Regions from separate parts of the Mus musculus genome. Here region 2 is linked to region 1. Evidence: chromatin contacts called from public Hi-C data. All regions are on one chromosome and are shown on one strand. Each heading gives the region's core, a stretch centred on a gene start, on an enhancer-like site or on the middle of the called end of the contact. The rest is flanking DNA. Distances are from core to core; before and after follow the strand shown. Region 1 has its middle 13 kb from the start of H2-Oa. Region 2 holds the start of Tnf (tumor necrosis factor).

Evidence for each region. Hi-C and Micro-C count contacts between places; a contact is called where the count stands out from the background.
Region 2: a contact with region 1 is called in a Hi-C map of B cells, with 7 read pairs. The contact joins the promoter of Tnf here to the enhancer-like site in region 1. A contact is called at or near these places in 3 of 39 promoter capture datasets (liver and pre-B cells), 1 of 484 Hi-C or Micro-C datasets (B cells), 1 of 115 datasets of contacts at active chromatin or transcription factors (pancreatic cancer cells) and 1 of 9 other capture datasets (embryonic stem cells).

What each region holds. Positions count from the first base shown.
Region 1 is chr17:34,076,525-34,082,373 of GRCm38.p6, reverse strand. No RefSeq gene overlaps it. Among named protein-coding and RNA genes, the nearest start is that of H2-Oa, 13 kb to the left of the region's middle. Within about 2 kb of position 2,608, at least 106 of the 459 cell types and tissues checked have an H3K27ac peak or open chromatin away from gene starts, as enhancers often do. A contact at or near this core is called in B cells, where this site is marked.
Region 2 is chr17:35,199,482-35,205,353 of GRCm38.p6, reverse strand. Tnf (tumor necrosis factor) reads left to right here and starts at 3,347. Exons shown (of 4, transcript NM_013693.3): 1 at 3,347-3,699; 2 at 4,216-4,270; 3 at 4,449-4,496; 4 at 4,791-5,872. The coding sequence starts at 3,514. The coding sequence ends at 5,209. Lta (lymphotoxin A) reads left to right here and starts at 3. Exons shown (of 4, transcript NM_010735.2): 1 at 3-195; 2 at 692-796; 3 at 880-979; 4 at 1,205-2,189. The coding sequence starts at 701. The coding sequence ends at 1,617. It overlaps Mir6974 (microRNA 6974), which reads left to right and starts at 797; the gene lies at 797-879.

The DNA of each region.
Region 1 (5,849 bases), core at 1,359-3,858:
CTCTGCCTCCCAAATGCTGGGATGAAAGGCGTGCGCCATCATCGCCCCGCTATGTGCTGGTTAGTGTTAATCATCAACTTGGTATAACCTAGCACAACCTGGGAAGAGAACCTTAATGAGGAATTATCTAGATGCCAGCACTCGGGAGGCAGAGGCAGGCAGATCTCTATGACTTGAGGCCAGCCTGGTCTGCATCGAGAGTTTCAGGCTGCACAGGGCTACACAGGGAGACCCTCTTTCAGAAAAAGAGAAACAGAGAAATAGTTATGGAAGTAGCAAGTGTTGCGTGGCAGCGCAGGGTCCTAAGAGGCCGTTAGTGAAGATGAAGCCTCAGCTGCACTGAACCCTAGGATATTGTCAATACCAGGACCATGTGACTCCTGCCAAGGAGAGCCCCAGATGTAGAGTGGAGCTGACCTAAGAGGAAACTTGTGTGTGCTGTGGATGGCAGAGCTGGAAGCTGGAACTATTCAAGCCCTTTGGGGCCCAGAAGATTATGAGTTAGTCTAAAACTCCAGATACAATGCTACGGGACTTGGGTTTGTACTGCTGGACTTTGGTTTTGCTTTGGAGTGGTTGTTTTTATGCTCCAGTTTTTCCTTTTGGGAATAAATATGCTTAGTATGTAACTTTATTTTTTATATATTTTATATTTTATAGCACCTACCAGTTAAGAGAGTTTGAACTTTTGAAGTATTGGGGTTTTTAAAGACTTTGGACTAAATTTTATATTAACATAGACTTTTAGGACAAGGGTGGAAGGCTATGCATATGCACTCATGGAATGTGTTTATATGTCAAGTTGACAAGGCATGGGTTATACTGGTTAATCTCACCCATCAAGTTGACACAATCTAGATCACTCAGGACAAGAGCCTTAATGAGGATTGTCTAGGCTAGTTAGCCTCTGTGAATGTCTATGGGGATTGACTTGTTAACTGATGTAGGGAGACCCAGTCCACTGTGGGCGGCACCATTCCTTAGGCATGGAGAAAGTGCCCAGGCAAGACAGCATATACCTCTAATCCCAGCACTCAGAAAGTGGAGGCAGGCAGATCATCTATCAATCTAAGGCCAGCCTGGTCTACATAGAGAGCTCTAGGTCAACAGGGACTATGCAATAAGATCCTGTCCAAAAACAAACAAACAAACAAACAAACAAACAAACACAATCACCACCACCCCGAAAAAAGAGAAGAAAACAATCTGAGAGGAAACAACTAAGGATGTGTTTATTCTTTGGTTTTTGTTTGTCTGTGTGTTCTGTTTCATTTTGAGGCAAGTTCTTACCGTATACCCCTGGCTTCCCCAGACTCACTCACTATGTAGACCAGGCTGGCCTTGAACTCACAGAAGGTCTTCCGGGTTCTGCCTCCTGACTGCTTACTCTTTGTTCTTGCCTGAGGATGTGATTGGTGTAGCTGACCCATTGAGTTCCTGCCTGACTTCTTTGAAATGATGGACCTATAGCTTGCACCTGTGCACCAAATACCCTGTTTCCTCCCTAAATTGCTTTTCATTCGGGTATTTTCACAACAGCAGAGAAACTAGAGCCAGGTGTATTTGTTACAAAGCCTAGTTTTGTTGGTTGGTTTAATTGTGCGTTTGTGTCGGAGGCTTGCCTTGAACTCCCAAACCTCAAGCCTCAACCAGGATTATAGGTGTGCACCATCACACCAGCCTGTGCTGTGAATTCTAATCCTTCCCATCTCTGCATCTTTGGATGGGTGCTTGGTGCTTGGTGCTTCCTGATATCAGCAGGAGGAGACAGAGCACCATCACAGCTTATAATCTCAAGTGTGGTCTTTGTGGCCATCCAAAGTCCACAGCACTCCCTGTAGTAAGAGCTGCTTGGCTCACTGGGGAATCTGACTCACAACAACAAATCGAGACACTCTGTTTTGAGGGAAGAAGGCATGAAGAAGGCATGGTGATCCTAGGAAGGTCATAAGATCCTGGGAGGCAGGCTCTGGTGCTCTGCTAGGTCCCAAACACAGCTCCATAGAGGCAGCCACATAGAGCGGGATGGGGTCCTGGCGGGCGGGGTTCAGCTGTAAGGTCTACATGTACAGAGTCAGTCTGTGCTCAGAGTTGTGGATGAATTCGAACCTTGAGTCCTGACTAGGTGAACTACTTTAGAACAATCTTTTTAGCTTCAATGTTTTTGTCTCTCAGAAAAAGGCAAAACTATTTTCACAGATGGTTCCTGTGATGTGTAAAATGATGGTTGTGGCTGCTGTCCTTTTAGATTCCTTTATTTTTTATTTTATATTGAGTGTTTGCCTGCATAAGTATAAGTGCATGTGTGCAGTGCCTACAGAGGCCAGAAGAGAAAATCAGATTCCCTGGAGCTGGAGTTACAGATTGTGAGCGGCCATGTGGTTGCTGGGGATCATGGAAGCAGTGCGGGACATCCAGTCAGTGTTTCCTCTGTTGGCAGTCAATGGGAGTGGGCCAGGCCGTTCCCTATTGGATGGTGCCCTGTGGTCCTGTCTCCCACGAACCCCTCCTCCTTTCTATCCAGTCATCTCATCTGTATCACTAGGTTGTCAGTCCTCTTACCATCATCAGCCCAGTAACTGATGACTCATAGGAAGCTCAAGCCTCATTGGTTTTTTCCTCAGCCTCTGTCCAATGGGATCATAGCAGACAACTTCAGTCATAGGCGCTGCTGTTCATTCAGGAGTTCAACTTAAGGAGTCCACCATCCCCTGACCTTTGCTTTTCTCACTTCAGCTACCCTTCCAGCTCCATGATGGTCCCATGGGTCCCTATGGTCCCCTGGACAGCAGCTTTGATGGTGTTGCTGAGCCAGAGAGACCCAAGGTGGGGCCACTCCAGGTAAGAGCGGGTACTCTGAAGAGCCTGGCTCAGGACTTTCCTCTTATAGGACCACACTTCTAGAAACAGTCGGGCTTCTCCCACAGCTAGAAAAGCAGGCTCATACCCGCATTGCTTTTTTTTTTTTTTTTTTTTCAGCCAGTTTTTCCCAGTCCCGGAAATATAGAAACCGTGAACCCAGCAGAAATGCTAAGGGGTCTGCGTGCCACATTCTGTGGACAACGGGCCTGGAGTTCTAGAATAAGTTTGCAGGGCAAAGTTTACAGAGCGGTCAGAAGGCTCAGCCTCCTGGGTTTCTCTACCTCTCCATCACAGCCTTGAGGGGACTCAGGTCACGTGACAGACTCAGCTTTAAGAGAATGGCTTCTGCTCACCCAGGGTGGGGTAGAAGCCTTGTGCCTTTTTCGGTGACATCGGATGCACGGTGAGCCAGGAGCCCGTACCTTTTGCACATTGGGTGCACTTGCCAAGGAGGGAGAAAGAACTTGTCCTTGATGATCACAGAAGGCTGCGAGACCCAACTAAGGGACAGCTCAGCTGTGGGAACTGTACCTTCAAGGTCCAGGGGATCAGAAACAGATGGCGCCAGGGACAGGCTTAGCGGTGTATCTGGGACACTGAGTGACCGCAACAGGTGAGGGAGACCCCCACAGTTCAGTTTTGCCTCCTTCATGGATAACTTCCGCTTACAAAAATTAAGTGTTGCCAAAGGAAGGTCTCAAAATTGTTTTCCTTGCTTGTACAAACACGAACTATTGACAAGGGAGGAGAAATAAGAACTAATAATTAAAATGACAAGATTCATATGTGGAGGCAAGGAGAGGCAGGTGGGGAAGAGGGAGAGAGAGAATGTTCACGGGAGGGGGTCGGGACCTGGGCACAGGGCTGAGTGAGACACAGTGTGGGTTGACTGCTACAGAACCCCAAGGCCTTCCCACACAACCCTTGTCCTCCGCCCCAGCCAGGCAGGGCCTCCTGAGCACACCAGGATGGGCCAGTTGTTCTGGGGTTACTATGGTGACAGAGGGAACCATCAGAACACCCCATAGTCATCTCTTCCTGCACCTGCACCCCAGGTTGTGTGCTCCTCCATCTCAGGAGGGCTTCCCAACATCTGTAGCTACAGTAACCAGGGCAGATTTGTCTGGAGCTGGGCTCCTGTCTCTGGCTTTAGCTCCTCCCAGCTTTAGCTCCACCCCCACCCCACCCCCTGACATGGTAGAAAAGTTAATTAATCTTACGTCAAATGCACTGGGAGCCCCAGCAGTGTGTTAATACTGAGGCCTCAGAAGCTATGCGACGAAGAAGACTTGGCCCTTTAACTTTTTTTTGTTTGTTTGTTTTGTTTTGTTTTGGTTTTGGTTTTTTCGAGACAGGGTTTCTCTGCGTAGCTCTGGCTGTCCTGGAACTCACTTTGTAGACCAGGCTGGCCTCGAACTCAGAAATCCGCCTGCCTCTGCCTCCCAAGTGCTGGGATTAAAGGCGTGCGCCACCACGCCCTGCCCCTTTAACTTTTAATATCCTCTTTGTCTTAAGATGAGTCCAGGCTGGCCTCCAGCTCTCCACAATGCCCCTGCCTCAGCCTCTCAATTGCTCTCCACAGCAAAGCTTAATATCCTTTTATGTGAAACAATAGATTATATAGTTTAATGTGTTTATTACCTGCAATGCTGGGAATGGAACCCAACCAAGGCTTCAAGCCTCCCTCGCCAAGCTGCTCCCAGCCCCAGGCTTCTAGTTTTAAAACGCATTAATAAACCGGCCTAGAGCGCCCTCTTGTGGTACAAACAACACCTGCCGTTTTATCTTCGGATTCGCTTGCCTGATCAGGACGGGCTATGTTGAAACTGGTTGTTGGACTGGAAAAGGGGCAGGATATGCTTTAAAATGCTAATTTTCAGGGAGTGAAACAAGAAAACCGTCATCACTGGTAAGAAGAGACAGACCCACAGAGGCTCCCACCTCTCTTTTGTAACAACTACCCAGCCAGTGCTTCTAGGAACGAGGGAGCCCACTAGGGCTTCACTGAGGTGATTTTCAGTGATTAAGGTTCAGAGCAGTGCCTTCCCGAACCCCATTAGACCAGGTTGTCCCAAGATTTGCAGTAATCCTCCTGCCTCTGCATCCTTAGCCCTGGGATTTCAGATGAGAGCTGGCATTCTACATTATTTCTAAGGGAATTTATTATGTTCTGTATTATTTTGTGTGAAGGAATGTTTTGCCTGCATGTTCGTATGTGGACCATAGGTACTCCTGGGACCCACAAAGGTCAGAAGAGGGTATTGAATCCTTGGAACTGGACTTACAGGTGGTTGTGAGCAACCCTATGGGTGCTAGGAACTGAACCCAAGTCCTCTGTAAGATCAGCAAGTGCTCTTAACTGCTGGTCCTCCTCTCCAGACGCTAGTTAACTTTTTAAACTATCATGCCAAGTGGTGAGTTTCATCATGAGTTTCTACATATGTAGTCCACACCTTTTAAGACTAAGTCTTTCCACATGGATACTTGAAGATGAAATAGCGAATTAACTTTTACATTAGGGTTTATGGGTTTATTTCACATTCCCGGCACATGGGACAGGACATACAGTGTGTAGTACAGCATGCAGGAGTATTAAAGATGTTGGTTCAGAAAGGAAAGCACCTTGGTGTGAGGAGGTGACGTTTGAGGTCTCCAAGTGGACTGGCTCAGACTCCATAGATACAGGGATTCAGTACATCTCCCACGGCCCCGCCCCCACCCTGCAGCGCCACTTCTGTAAGGACTGCCAGACGCAGGCTTTGATCTTAAACTGGAGTGTGAGTTGCCATGTGAATTCTGGAATTCAAAGCTGCCAGTGCTCTTAATCACCCAGTCTTCTGTCCAACTCCATAATCGCTCCTTTTTGAAAGTGATGTCATTAGTACGTGTCCAATGCGCCAGAGGATGGGACAGCAGTAATTGAACTTAGAGGAAAAGAGGAGGAAGAGGAAAAGACAGGGTACAGAGAGAGGAGGAGGGAGGAAAAA
Region 2 (5,872 bases), core at 2,098-4,597, 1.1 Mb before region 1:
TAGTCTAAGCCCTTAGCCTGCGGTTCTCTCCTAGGCCCCAGCCTTTCCTGCCTTCGACTGAAACAGCAGCATCTTCTAAGCCCTGGGGGCTTCCCCAAGCCCCAGCCCCGACCTAGAACCCGCCCGCTGCCTGCCACACTGCCGCTTCCTCTATAAAGGGACCCGAGCGCCAGCGCCCAGGACCCCGCACAGCAGGTGAGCCTCTCCTACCCTGTCTCCTTGGGCTTACCCTGGTATCAGGCATCCCTCAGGATCCTACCTCCTTTCTTGAGCCACAGCCTTTTCTATACAACCTGCCTGGATCCCCAGCCTTAATGGGTCTGGTCCTCCTGTCGTGGCTTTGATTTTTGGTCTGTTCCTGTGGCGGCCTTATCAGTCTCTCTCTCTCTCTCTCTCTCTCTCTCTCTCTCTCTCTCTCTCTCTCTCTCTCTCTCTCCCTCTCTCTCTCTCTCTCTCTCTCTCTTTCTCTCTCTCTGCCTCTGTTAGCCATTGTCTGATTCTATGGTGGAGCTTTCCTCTTCCCCTCTGTCTCTCCTTATCCCTGCTCACTTCAGGGTTCCCCTGCCTGTCCCCTTTTCTGTCTGTCGCCCTGTCTCTCAGGGTGGCTGTCTCAGCTGGGAGGTAAGGTCTGTCTTCCGCTGTGTGCCCCGCCTCCGCTACACACACACACTCTCTCTCTCTCTCTCAGCAGGTTCTCCACATGACACTGCTCGGCCGTCTCCACCTCTTGAGGGTGCTTGGCACCCCTCCTGTCTTCCTCCTGGGGCTGCTGCTGGCCCTGCCTCTAGGGGCCCAGGTGAGGCAGCAAGAGATTGGGGGTGCTGGGGTGGCCTAGCTAACTCAGAGTCCTAGAGTCCTCTCCACTCTCTTCTGTCCCAGGGACTCTCTGGTGTCCGCTTCTCCGCTGCCAGGACAGCCCATCCACTCCCTCAGAAGCACTTGACCCATGGCATCCTGAAACCTGCTGCTCACCTTGTTGGTAAACTTCTGCCTCCAGAGGAGAGGTCCAGTCCCTGCCTTTTGTCCTACTTGCCCAGGGGCTCAGGCGATCTTCCCATCTCCCCACACCAACTTTTCTTACCCCTAAGGGCAGGCACCCCACTCCCATCTCCCTACCAACCATCCCACTTGTCCAGTGCCTGCTCCCTCAGGGATGGGGACCTCTGATCTTGATAGCCCCCCAATGTCTTGTGCCTCTTCCCAGGGTACCCCAGCAAGCAGAACTCACTGCTCTGGAGAGCAAGCACGGATCGTGCCTTTCTCCGACATGGCTTCTCTTTGAGCAACAACTCCCTCCTGATCCCCACCAGTGGCCTCTACTTTGTCTACTCCCAGGTGGTTTTCTCTGGAGAAAGCTGCTCCCCCAGGGCCATTCCCACTCCCATCTACCTGGCACACGAGGTCCAGCTCTTTTCCTCCCAATACCCCTTCCATGTGCCTCTCCTCAGTGCGCAGAAGTCTGTGTATCCGGGACTTCAAGGACCGTGGGTGCGCTCAATGTACCAGGGGGCTGTGTTCCTGCTCAGTAAGGGAGACCAGCTGTCCACCCACACCGACGGCATCTCCCATCTACACTTCAGCCCCAGCAGTGTATTCTTTGGAGCCTTTGCACTGTAGATTCTAAAGAAACCCAAGAATTGGATTCCAGGCCTCCATCCTGACCGTTGTTTCAAGGGTCACATCCCCACAGTCTCCAGCCTTCCCCACTAAAATAACCTGGAGCTCTCACGGGAGTCTGAGACACTTCAGGGGACTACATCTTCCCCAGGGCCACTCCAGATGCTCAGGGGACGACTCAAGCCTACCTAGAAGTTCCTGCACAGAGCAGGGTTTTTGTGGGTCTAGGTCGGACAGAGACCTGGACATGAAGGAGGGACAGACATGGGAGAGGTGGCTGGGAACAGGGGAAGGTTGACTATTTATGGAGAGAAAAGTTAAGTTATTTATTTATAGAGAATAGAAAGAGGGGAAAAATAGAAAGCCGTCAGATGACAACTAGGTCCCAGACACAAAGGTGTCTCACCTCAGACAGGACCCATCTAAGAGAGAGATGGCGAGAGAATTAGATGTGGGTGACCAAGGGGTTCTAGAAGAAAGCACGAAGCTCTAAAAGCCAGCCACTGCTTGGCTAGACATCCACAGGGACCCCCTGCACCATCTGTGAAACCCAATAAACCTCTTTTCTCTGAGATTCTGTCTGCTTGTGTCTGTCTTGCGTTGGGGGAGAAACTTCCTGGTCTCTTTAAGGAGTGGAGCAGGGGACAGAGGCCTCAGTTGGTCCATGGGATCCGGGCAGAGCAAAGAGACATGAGGAGCAGGCAGCTCCCAGAGACATGGTGGATTCACGGGAGTGAGGCAGCTTAACTGCCGGAGGAGACCCAAAGGATGAGCTAGGGAGATCCATCCAAGGGTGGAGAGAGATGAGGGTTCTGGGGAGAAGTGACTCCACTGGAGGGTGGGAGAGTGTTTAGGAGTGGGAGGGTGGGGGAGGGGAATCCTTGGAAGACCGGGGAGTCATACGGATTGGGAGAAATCCTGGAAGCAGGGCTGTGGGACCTAAATGTCTGAGTTGATGTACCGCAGTCAAGATATGGCAGAGGCTCCGTGGAAAACTCACTTGGGAGCAGGGACCCAAAGCAGCAGCCTGAGCTCATGATCAGAGTGAAAGGAGAAGGCTTGTGAGGTCCGTGAATTCCCAGGGCTGAGTTCATTCCCTCTGGGGCTGCCCCATACTCATCCCATTACCCCCCCCACCAGCCCTCCCAAAGCCCATGCACACTTCCCAACTCTCAAGCTGCTCTGCCTTCAGCCACTTCCTCCAAGAACTCAAACAGGGGGCTTTCCCTCCTCAATATCATGTCTCCCCCCTTATGCACCCAGCTTTCAGAAGCACCCCCCCATGCTAAGTTCTCCCCCATGGATGTCCCATTTAGAAATCAAAAGGAAATAGACACAGGCATGGTCTTTCTACAAAGAAACAGACAATGATTAGCTCTGGAGGACAGAGAAGAAATGGGTTTCAGTTCTCAGGGTCCTATACAACACACACACACACACACACACACACACACACACACACACACCCTCCTGATTGGCCCCAGATTGCCACAGAATCCTGGTGGGGACGACGGGGAGGAGATTCCTTGATGCCTGGGTGTCCCCAACTTTCCAAACCCTCTGCCCCCGCGATGGAGAAGAAACCGAGACAGAGGTGTAGGGCCACTACCGCTTCCTCCACATGAGATCATGGTTTTCTCCACCAAGGAAGTTTTCCGAGGGTTGAATGAGAGCTTTTCCCCGCCCTCTTCCCCAAGGGCTATAAAGGCGGCCGTCTGCACAGCCAGCCAGCAGAAGCTCCCTCAGCGAGGACAGCAAGGGACTAGCCAGGAGGGAGAACAGAAACTCCAGAACATCTTGGAAATAGCTCCCAGAAAAGCAAGCAGCCAACCAGGCAGGTTCTGTCCCTTTCACTCACTGGCCCAAGGCGCCACATCTCCCTCCAGAAAAGACACCATGAGCACAGAAAGCATGATCCGCGACGTGGAACTGGCAGAAGAGGCACTCCCCCAAAAGATGGGGGGCTTCCAGAACTCCAGGCGGTGCCTATGTCTCAGCCTCTTCTCATTCCTGCTTGTGGCAGGGGCCACCACGCTCTTCTGTCTACTGAACTTCGGGGTGATCGGTCCCCAAAGGGATGAGGTGAGTGTCTGGGCAACCCTTATTCTCGCTCACAAGCAAAACGGGTTAGGAGGGCAAGAAGGACAGTGTGAGGGAAAGAAGTGGGCTAATGGGCAGGGCAAGGTGGAGGAGAGTGTGGAGGGGACAGAGTCAGGACCTCGGACCCATGCGTCCAGCTGACTAAACATCCTTCGTCGGATGCACAGAGAGATGAATGAACGAACAAGTGTGTTCACACGTGGAGAGATCTGGAAAGATGTGGCCAGGGGAAGAGGGGATAAGCAAGAGATAAAACTCAGAGACAGAAATGAGAGAGGCATGAGAGATAAGGAGGAAGATGAAGGGGAGATAACGGGAGATCAAGCACAGAGGGCACCGCAGAAAGAAGCCGTGGGTTGGACAGATGAATGAATGAAGAAGAAAAACACAAAGCTGGGGGGTGGGGTGGGGCAAAGAGGAACTGTAAGCGGGGCAATCAGCCGGGAGGCTTCTCCTTTGGGGTGAGTCTGTCTTAACTAACCTCCTTTTCCTACACAGAAGTTCCCAAATGGCCTCCCTCTCATCAGTTCTATGGCCCAGACCCTCACACTCAGTAAGTGTTCCCACACCTCTCTCTTAATTTAAGATGGAGGAAGGGCAGTTAGGCATGGGATGAGATGGGGTGGGGGGAGAACTTAAAGCTTTGGTTTGGGAGGAAAGGGGTCTAAGTGCATAGATGCTTGCTGGGAAGCCTAAAAGGCTCATCCTTGCCTTTGTCTCTTCCCCTCCAGGATCATCTTCTCAAAATTCGAGTGACAAGCCTGTAGCCCACGTCGTAGGTAAGATTTCTTTACATGTGCCTTGAGAATGAAGGGGCATGATTTTGGGGGGCGGGTTGAGGGGTGTCGAGCCAGGCTGAGAAAAGACAGAGCTCTTAGAGACAGCACGTGAGAGTCAGAGCAGTGACTCAAAAGCAAGGCATCAGGGGGCCACCCGGGACCTCATAGCCAATGGGATGTGGAAAGACAGAGGGTGCAGGAACCGGAAGTGAAGTGTGGGTAGCTGCTGAGGCTCAGGATGTGGAGTGTGAACTAAGAGGGTGACACTGACTCAATCCTCCCCCCCCCCCTCAGCAAACCACCAAGTGGAGGAGCAGCTGGAGTGGCTGAGCCAGCGCGCCAACGCCCTCCTGGCCAACGGCATGGATCTCAAAGACAACCAACTAGTGGTGCCAGCCGATGGGTTGTACCTTGTCTACTCCCAGGTTCTCTTCAAGGGACAAGGCTGCCCCGACTACGTGCTCCTCACCCACACCGTCAGCCGATTTGCTATCTCATACCAGGAGAAAGTCAACCTCCTCTCTGCCGTCAAGAGCCCCTGCCCCAAGGACACCCCTGAGGGGGCTGAGCTCAAACCCTGGTATGAGCCCATATACCTGGGAGGAGTCTTCCAGCTGGAGAAGGGGGACCAACTCAGCGCTGAGGTCAATCTGCCCAAGTACTTAGACTTTGCGGAGTCCGGGCAGGTCTACTTTGGAGTCATTGCTCTGTGAAGGGAATGGGTGTTCATCCATTCTCTACCCAGCCCCCACTCTGACCCCTTTACTCTGACCCCTTTATTGTCTACTCCTCAGAGCCCCCAGTCTGTATCCTTCTAACTTAGAAAGGGGATTATGGCTCAGGGTCCAACTCTGTGCTCAGAGCTTTCAACAACTACTCAGAAACACAAGATGCTGGGACAGTGACCTGGACTGTGGGCCTCTCATGCACCACCATCAAGGACTCAAATGGGCTTTCCGAATTCACTGGAGCCTCGAATGTCCATTCCTGAGTTCTGCAAAGGGAGAGTGGTCAGGTTGCCTCTGTCTCAGAATGAGGCTGGATAAGATCTCAGGCCTTCCTACCTTCAGACCTTTCCAGATTCTTCCCTGAGGTGCAATGCACAGCCTTCCTCACAGAGCCAGCCCCCCTCTATTTATATTTGCACTTATTATTTATTATTTATTTATTATTTATTTATTTGCTTATGAATGTATTTATTTGGAAGGCCGGGGTGTCCTGGAGGACCCAGTGTGGGAAGCTGTCTTCAGACAGACATGTTTTCTGTGAAAACGGAGCTGAGCTGTCCCCACCTGGCCTCTCTACCTTGTTGCCTCCTCTTTTGCTTATGTTTAAAACAAAATATTTATCTAACCCAATTGTCTTAATAACGCTGA